Regions from separate parts of the Mus musculus genome. Here region 2 is linked to region 1. The links are chromatin contacts, called in public Hi-C maps. All regions are on one chromosome and are shown on one strand. Each heading gives the region's core, a stretch centred on a gene start, on an enhancer-like site or on the middle of the called end of the contact. The rest is flanking DNA. Distances are from core to core; before and after follow the strand shown. Region 1 overlaps Palld (palladin, cytoskeletal associated protein). Region 2 overlaps Palld (palladin, cytoskeletal associated protein).

Evidence for each region. Hi-C and Micro-C count contacts between places; a contact is called where the count stands out from the background.
Region 2: a contact with region 1 is called in a Hi-C map of uterus. The contact joins two enhancer-like sites. A contact is called at or near these places in 1 of 15 datasets of contacts at CTCF or cohesin (the NIH/3T3 cell line), 10 of 484 Hi-C or Micro-C datasets (the C2C12 cell line, adipose-derived mesenchymal stem cells, cerebral cortex and 5 more), 19 of 115 datasets of contacts at active chromatin or transcription factors (the NIH/3T3 cell line, astrocytes, cardiomyocytes and 13 more) and 2 of 9 other capture datasets (adipose tissue and embryonic stem cells).

Annotation. Positions count from the first base shown.
Region 1 is chr8:61,606,128-61,610,389 of GRCm38.p6, forward strand. The region is part of intron 10 of Palld (palladin, cytoskeletal associated protein); the gene reads right to left. Among named protein-coding and RNA genes, the nearest start is that of Gm35254, 12 kb to the right of the region's middle. Within about 2 kb of position 1,619, at least 210 of the 459 cell types and tissues checked have an H3K27ac peak or open chromatin away from gene starts, as enhancers often do. A contact at or near this core is called in uterus, where this site is marked.
Region 2 is chr8:61,871,809-61,876,295 of GRCm38.p6, forward strand. The region is part of intron 2 of Palld (palladin, cytoskeletal associated protein); the gene reads right to left. Among named protein-coding and RNA genes, the nearest start is that of Palld, 29 kb to the right of the region's middle. Within about 2 kb of position 2,578, at least 12 of the 459 cell types and tissues checked have an H3K27ac peak or open chromatin away from gene starts, as enhancers often do. A contact at or near this core is called in uterus, where this site is marked.

The DNA.
Region 1 (4,262 bases), core at 369-2,868:
TCAAGCCATGTCCTGTCTAAACCATAGTGTAGACAAATACTAATACTACTACTACTAATAATAATATTAGTCCTCATCCATACTGTCATTCATAATGTTGCTTTGGGAAGTCTGGAAGGTGGTATTTTGAAGACACACAATGGAGGTTCTCTTCAACAACTTCAGTAACAACTTGCATATTTAAACTATACACAGTAAGGAACTCCTAGTACATAATGGATACTTGACTATTAGGGTAAGTAGTCTGCATTGTTTTTAAAGGATGCTTAAAGTCAAGGTTTAAGATAGTTAAACATTGTCTTTCAAGGTTCTTAGTAACTTCAGTTATTTTCATTTACAAAGTTTTAATAGTTACAGATAAGAGAGGGCCCACGGAGTTTCCCAGTATTCATCTTGTGTGTTTTTGTGTGTCTCTGTGTTACAAGATACAGTTTATTTATTACTTCAGCAGTTTCTAAGAGCTTCTAAGCATGTCTGCAGTTGTCTACAAAATACCACAGAAAAGGCTAGACACAGCCTGTATGTTTCTATGTTTCACCACTGTTTAATAGCTAGAGATGCGTTCACTGTCGACTTTGTGTGTGTGTGTGTGTGTGTGTGTGTGTGTGTGTGTGCGTGAGAGAGAGAGAGAGAGAGAGAGAGAGAGAGAGAGAGAAATTCCTTTGCCATTCTGCCGCATTTCTTTCCCTCTCCCAGATTGCTTCCACTCTGACACACTTCTATTCTGAAAGATTTCAGCATCGACTTCCTTATTTGGTCGCTGGAACTGCTCTTTGTCTCGTTCAAACATTCTGCTAAGCTTGCAGACTGCCTTCATCCCCGCCCCCTTGCCCACTGCTCCCCCTTCACTCACACACACACACACACACACACACACACACACACACACACACACACACACGTAGCTGGCTTCCACTGTTTGCTCTGACTCAGCCTTCTCTGAAGTTCATTAGCCAATCAGCCACCAGTTATGCCCATTTAAGGAGTACCTTCTGCAAATCAAAAGGAAAGAGAGTTTGGGAGGATTGTTACTCTGCAGCAGTCACTGGAATTCACCCCAAAGTGTGTATTTCACACCGCTGCTTTTCTCATGTAATAAGGTATGTATTAAAAAAGAAAGAAAGAAAGAAACCAACCCCAGGTAAACCGTAAAATAACCCAAACCCTCAATCCTTCTCACCCCAGGCTACTTAATTAAAGGTTAATGGCAGCATCCTGCCACTTAGCTCTGGCTGACAGAGTGTGATCTGGTTTGGTTTTCAACTTTCTCCATGCCAAATGTTCCAGCTAATACTTTAAGAAAATATGTAGCACAGGCTTAAGTGGCTCTGCCAACACATAAAGTAAAGGTCTGTGCTCCTAACCAAAGGAGACACATTTCCAATGAATTCTGTCTCCCTTGCTCTCTGGAGTTGAGAACAGCCAGGCATCCGAAGCAAGCGTGGAAGAATCCTTCCTGGCCTCTCAGCTTGGATGTGTATGGAAAAAAGCTCCCCGCTCTACATTCCCTATTTAAGAAAGAAGCTGCCCCAGCCCCATCCAATAAAACAGAGTAGTGTTTCCTTACGTATAAACAACCGAGAAATTCCTCCCAAGCAAGCACACAGCCTTTTGGGTCTTGGAACAAAGTGGCCGGTGGTATTTATTATGTCAAATAAACACATCATCCACACTGCAAAGGGGAACCTGAAACAATAAGCTGAACAAAGCAGTTTTCCAGCTTTTATTCCCTTAGCAATTAGCCTTTGTCTAACTGGACTGAAAAATTAAGAAGGAACAATATTTTTTTCAAAAGGTACCCTTATGCAATTAATATCCACAGTTTGTTCCCAAGGCTTGTTCAAAAACAAAAATAAAAACAAAAACAAAACACACACACACACACACACACACACACACACAAACACACACACACAAAACAAAACCAAAAAACCAAAACCAAAAATGGAGTTCACTTCCAGAGGCTAGAAACAAAAATATACAGGATATACTAAAGTTGGTATTATTTCTTATTTAGCCACCAGTAACGATCTTTTTTCTTCCTTTGTCCATTGTGGTAGTTGCTGAGGCCTCATTATTTGCCAGGCTTTGTGCTAGATGCTGCTACCAACACTCAAAGCTACCAGTCTGGTCATTGCACAAAGCATACTGAAGGACCCAGAAAGCATTCTTGTCCCTGTCCTGGTACCATAGTGCTTACCATGGTGAGTGATGTGGAAGCAGCAATTGGCTTACCAAGTTCTCAAAGTTTGTGCCGTGTTGCCCTTCTTTATTTAGGATACTTTGAGACGGGCTTGGATGAACTTTTGTTGGAGAAGACTCAGATCATTCTTGGCTGTAGACAGTGCATAAATGTACCTTCTGCAAGCTCAGCTCTGTGTCTGAGTACAGCCTAGTCCACATAGCAAGTTCCAGGCCAGCTAGGGCTACACATCGAGACCTTGTCTCATCTCACTGCGCATGTGCATGTACACACACACACACACACACACACACACACACACACACTCGTACTCAAATACACGCTTCCATTTATTTCTATTACTTATACCCTCAATGAGTCTCAGGTGTTTTACAGTGTGGCTTATGGGTTCAAATTTGTTTAAGTTTTACAACATATGAAACTTGTGAATTTTTTAACACCCCCACCCGTGTGTGTGTGTGTGTGTGTGTGTGTGTGTGTATGCAGACATGTACAGTGAGTTTGTATGTTTGTCAAAGTACTACCTTAGCTGTTTACTGTAGCCTCCCATCTGTTGGGACAGTCTCTGAGATTCACTGGTGCAGTAGGCCTGTGAACTCCTGGGAATTCTCCTGTCTCTGCCTCCTAGCTCACTATAGGAGTGCTGGGATGATGGAGGAACGTCACCACCTTTGGCTTTTACATGGGCTCTGAACTCAGATCATCATTGTTATACAGCACATTACCATTATGTCATCTCCCCAGTCCCAGGAAGTGGGGAACCTGTGCATCATTTTATTTCCTTCTACCACAGGAGCACCATACAGTTCTGCTAAGAGAAAACAGTGCTGTTCTAACTGGATGTGGTAGTATATGACTGCAATTCAGCTAAGACAGGAGGCCTATAATTTCAAGGTGAGCCTGGGCTAGACAAGAAATTCAGGGCTAGCCTGGACTATATAATGAACTAGTCTAGGTATAGGAAATATTGAAACTCTATGCCAGAAATATTGAACAGTGTCACCAGTATGTACTCAAGGTCTCAATCCTTGGGAATGATTAACAAATGCTAGCAAAACCCAGAAGGACAGACTGGAAACAACTATCTGTTGTTCCTTCATTTCATGCTGCCTCTTCGGAAGAAAGAGCTTACCCGTTGACTCTGTTTCTTCCATGCCTGTCCCTGGCCTTCCTCATCCTCACCTTGCCCTGAGCTTAGGATGACTCCAGGACACTGGGAGCTCACAGAGCAAGATGGAACGGAGGTGAGCAGTTCTCAGTTCTCATACCAACACCATCACAGCATCTTTCAAATGTCTCTGGCTGAACTCATCTCATTTTCTGCACATTACTGTTGCTTTGCTCAGAACCAGGTGAAGGTTCTCATGTCTTCCTTCTATTGTGCCTGGGTTCTCAGTAAAAGGTTGGACATGACATAGCTAGAGAACACAAATTTAAAAATCTAGGATTCTGGTAAAATCATAATAGTGTCTTTGTATCATCTTGCTTTAGCTTCAACTTGATCTTACAGTTATAGTTACGGGGGGAAGGGGGTGTGGATACTACCTAGATCTTCAAACATGAGGTCAGAAATATATCAAGATATATGCCAAAATTATTTTTTTCACAGGGATTGCCTTTTTTTCCCAAAGAAAAGGAATCTATACTTAAAGAGCCCCAGAGATTACATATATTTCCATGCTAGTGTTTCAACTGTCTATTAGCCTTTGGGAGGGCTCTCATTGCTGGGCTTGTCTTCAGAGAGACAAACATCTGGGCTGCTGAGACTAGGTGGGGAATCTATAATCCAAAGAAGGGAAAGGGGAGGAGGGAGGAAGGGTGAAAAGGAGGAGAGGAAGGGGGGGATACAGGAAGCGAGGAGGGGACGGGGTTGGGAAACAGGAAAACTTTTAATTCACATTCTAATTTCCATGCCTGTTTAGAAAGTCTCCAATTTTCTAATTTATACTCCAGGTTTTGATGGAGAAAAAAAAAAGAGAGAAAATGGTTGCCATATGCTTCCCCACATTTGTTTTAAATATGAAAATAAACACTCAGACACACATACAAACACACACAC
Region 2 (4,487 bases), core at 1,328-3,827, 270 kb after region 1:
AATTGTCGATTATTTTTATTTTGATATGTATGTACATTCTCAACGTTGACTACCCTTGGAATAATCTTGGGCTAAGCCATCTGTACCTTCACCTTTATAATCTCCTGGCTATGGCATGATTGCCATATTATCCCAAACCATCACAGTTCATACAGATAGTCTTACTAAGATAAATATCCGTGGTCTGCTTTATTTATTATGATTATTCTTGAGGGATCGCAAATATCCACAGACTGGGCTGTATTGATTTCACATGGATACTGTTGTTGCTTTGACTTTTGATGAGGATCAAAGTCTTGTTCACATAAACTACGTGGGGGCACTAAAGGTGCTGAGTTTTAATTATAAAAAGAAAGAATTGAATTAATTGCAATTGCATATATCAAATAAAACTTGACAAGGCTAATAAGGATGACCTAATAGGCATCTGTTAGGAGGAACTGTGTCTGGAATATTAAAGCAGATGACGGATTCTTTTCACTTTGGTAGTTGAGTGTTTGAAAGTATTTTCCCTTTCATAAATGTATACATCCACCTCACAATTATCTGAATATGAAAGTGTGTAGACCACTCCTCCTAACTAGAAGGCTTAGCTTTCTTTACAGCTATTATGCAGAGAATATGAACACTCTTTTAACATGTATGTTAGCTGATGATTGTTCATGGATTGAAGATAAAGAGGCACAACCATGAAAACTGTGGATTTCTTTATATAGAAAATATCATACTATCATCTCTTTGAAAATATTTGGACTATGATTTCCTCCATACCTTGATTTTTATAGATGGTAGTTCCCCTCACTTCTACTTCTGGAGGTTGCCAGAGAGCCAGACACAGCAGTTCAGAAATAAGGACAGTGGTGGGACCTTCTTATGGACCAGACTGCATAAGGAATAAAAATCCCTGACGTACATTCTAGGCTCTGTGATTAATTAACCATTTTTTATTACTTGGTGTTTTATTATACAGTTTCATATCTAGGGCCTCTTAAATTTAGGTGGTTAAAAAGATAAAATTTCCATTAAAAATACTTTTAAATGCAGACGTGTAGGCCAAGTCTGGTGGCATACGCTTTAATCCCAGCACTAAGGAAGCCGAGGCAGGCGAATCTCTGTGAGTTTGTGGCCAGTCTGGCCCTATGTAGCTCTGCATAGTGAGTTCCAGGACAGCCAGAGCTACATAGTGGGGCTCAGTCTCAGAAGAAGAAGAAAGGAGATGAGGAGGAAGAAGACAAGGAAAAGGAGGAAGACGCCCTTTTATAATACCAAAGCCATGTTGCTTTGAGACTAAACTTTGCTGTCCAGTCCAGACTGATCTAAAAGTCAAGATCACTGTGCTTCTATCCTCCCAGTGCCAGGTTTATAGGTAGGCGCCACAACCCACATTCAGGAACTAGTTATCCACTCAAAGGCTGAGTGCGCAGAAGACCAAGAAAGGTGAGTGGTGTCAGGTTCCCTGCCCCTAGGCCCCTCTAAAGACTGAAAAAGGAGGGCCATTAGAACAGGACATGAATGGAGCAACAGATGATGTAACAGTTCACCTTGTATGAGACAGGAGAAACGGCTCAGAGGTTAGGAGTGCTTGCGGCTCAATCAGGAGGACTACAGTTCACATCCTATCAGATGGCACACAAAGTCTTCAATGATGTCTTTTTGGCCTCTGGGGGCCACTGCACACACATGTGCACATACAGTTACAGAGAGACATACTCACACAAATAAATACAAGCACACATGTTCACAAATACATAGAAATTTTGAAAAAATTTAAACAAAATTGATAGCAAATAATTTATATACATATTGTATATAAATTATTTGTTATATATACATGTGTATATGTATATCTATCTATCTACCTAACTCTATCTATCTCTCTATCTATCTTCTCTTTCCTTTAACTGTTGAGATTGTTTTCTGGGTATGTAAGAATAAAGGAGGGAAGGAACTCTGCTTTCACATTTTTTTTTGTGACATTTGGGGACAGTGCTTATGTTTAAAGTAGGAATGCCTTGAAATGACTGGTTTGTCTTCTCATTACTGTTCCTCCCATTTCTCCTTTTATCTGGGGCTACTTTATCTAATTTATTAGTTTGGTGATGCTCAGGGTTTTCTTCTGTTTTGATTTTTAAAGACAGAGACTCACCATATAGCCCTGGCTGGCCTGAAACTCATTACGTCCACCAGTCTGGCCTTGAACTCAAAGGAGATCTGCTTCCCATTGCTGGGATTAAAGGCTTGTGCTACCAAGTCTGGCCTGCGGCTTTGGAGCAGTCTCTGTCTTGGCCTTACTTAAGGACCTCTAAGCTAGCAGTAAGTAGCCTAGCCATGCAGTTGTAGGAAGTTGTTTCCTGATCCGGGCCACCGCACAAACGCAGTCACTAAACGTTGGCCTCATGGCGGCGCCAGAGCTGAATGTGTTCCTTGGGCTGAGCCTGAGTCCTCCTGAAACCCAGGTCTTGCTGCTCACTGGCTTATACTATTGACAAGTGAAGTTTCTCCTCGTGTTCTAGTCCCTACCTCAAGATCCTGCCACCTGCTGCCATACCTGCCAACCGTGCATTCTTTCCTCTGGTTGGCCACCCAGGCACACCCTGTCCCTTCCCAGGATAGCTGCCAGCCACCCAATACTATGCGCCTCTGTGTTTATCAAGCATTATCTTTTGAGCTTTTGCCCACTGATTGCTTCAGATTCCTTGACACTCCCTTCCTCTCCATAAGACAACCAACTACTTCTAGATCCTTAGAAGGTGTCCTGCCGATGAGGAGCTAGGTCTCACTAATATGTAGGTCAGTAGGTCCCTGAATGGATGCAGGATGAGCCAGTTTCTCACGCTCCAGCGCGAGCACTTTTTATTAAAGATTTCCTTCCTTACACAAAATTGTCTTCACAGAAGGTTTTCCGCTAAGACCATCATGTCTCACGTGGTCAATAAAGTTGAATGCTCATGAAGTTTGATATATTTCCAAATGCATGATCAAGATGACCAAGATCCCTCAAACAGGAATGAAAACAACCCTCATCTCCCCGACCTCGTGTATTTATAGTCGTCTTCTTAAAGCAAAACAAAACAAAAACAAACCCTAAAGGATATAAAGGTTAAGTAAACAATGAGCAATGAAGCATTTTTACCAAAGATTTAATGACTGTTTACCATGTCAAATGAACATTGGTCATTGATTTTAGTACACTGAAATAATTAATAATACTATGCTACTAACCAAATGTCTAAACCTACTGTCCCCAGCTGTCCTCAAGAAGCCTGGGCATGATTTTGATGGCCCACTGTGTTATCAAACGACTAAGTGAACCTTAACAAGGAATCATGCCTGCTCATTTGATTGGGTCCTTTGGTGCTGAGTGGAGTGATTTCAGTCAGTTTTGACATGTTATACATTTGCTACTGGGTTCCACTTGCAAGAGACTGTTTTGTACATAAATGTAAATTGAACCATAAAGTTTCAAAGTCAGTAACATTGTTTTGCACATACATATATTCCTCACCGATCATTTGCTCCTAAAATTGATAGGTTTTTTTAAAAAAAAAAAACCAAAACAGAATCTGAAAGAAAGCATTACATTCTTCTGGAAAACAGAATCCAGAACCATGTGTCTGAGCAAACACATTAAGAAGGTTTTTACCGCCCCCTGCTGTTCGTTTCTTAAAATAGCAAGCATTACAGTAAAAGCTGACAGTGTAAACTAGCTAGTGAATAATAGTGAATTTATTCTAAGCAATGATTGTGAAATCCATGCCAGCGATGTGTGCATGAGCTCACACAGGAAGGAAAAACGCATGAGGTCTGTTTTGACCTTGTGTAGCTGACCTTGTCCATTTCATTCTTTTCCTAAACTAAATTATTGGAACTTGCTTTTAAACATTTATATAATGCCAGGCATGGTGGCGCACGCCTTTAATCCCAGCACTTGGGAGGCAGAGGCAGGTAGATTTCTGAGTTCGAGGCCAGCTTGGTCTACAAAGTGAGTTCCAGGACAGCCAGGGCTACACAGAGAAACCCTGTCTCAAACAACAACAACAACAACAACAACAACAACAAAACAATTGCATTCACATAAACATTTATATAGATTGGATAAAACATTCAAATAACCCAATGGATGCCCATCTTTGTAGTCTAATCCTGACTTGCAATTAAGAAATTAGACACGCTGAAGAGCCTGGGTAATGATAGCTACAAGGCCACAGCAAGGCATTATTGTTTTACATATGGTTTAATTCAGACATCATAGAATAGAATGTGATTCCTTATTACATTTTCATCTCATGGTTGAAGACAGCAAGTCTCAAAAGCCTCTTGTTTTAAGAGACGAGTCCGAGGAAGATCCCTGACTGTAAGCCCTGCAATCCTGTAAGCCCTGTAAGGTCCCTCTCTTAAACGTTTATTGTACGGGAGAAGGTATACAGCCTATAACTTAGAAAGAAGAATTTAAAAGAATCATAATGGGCATGTGGGGTGCTTTTGGG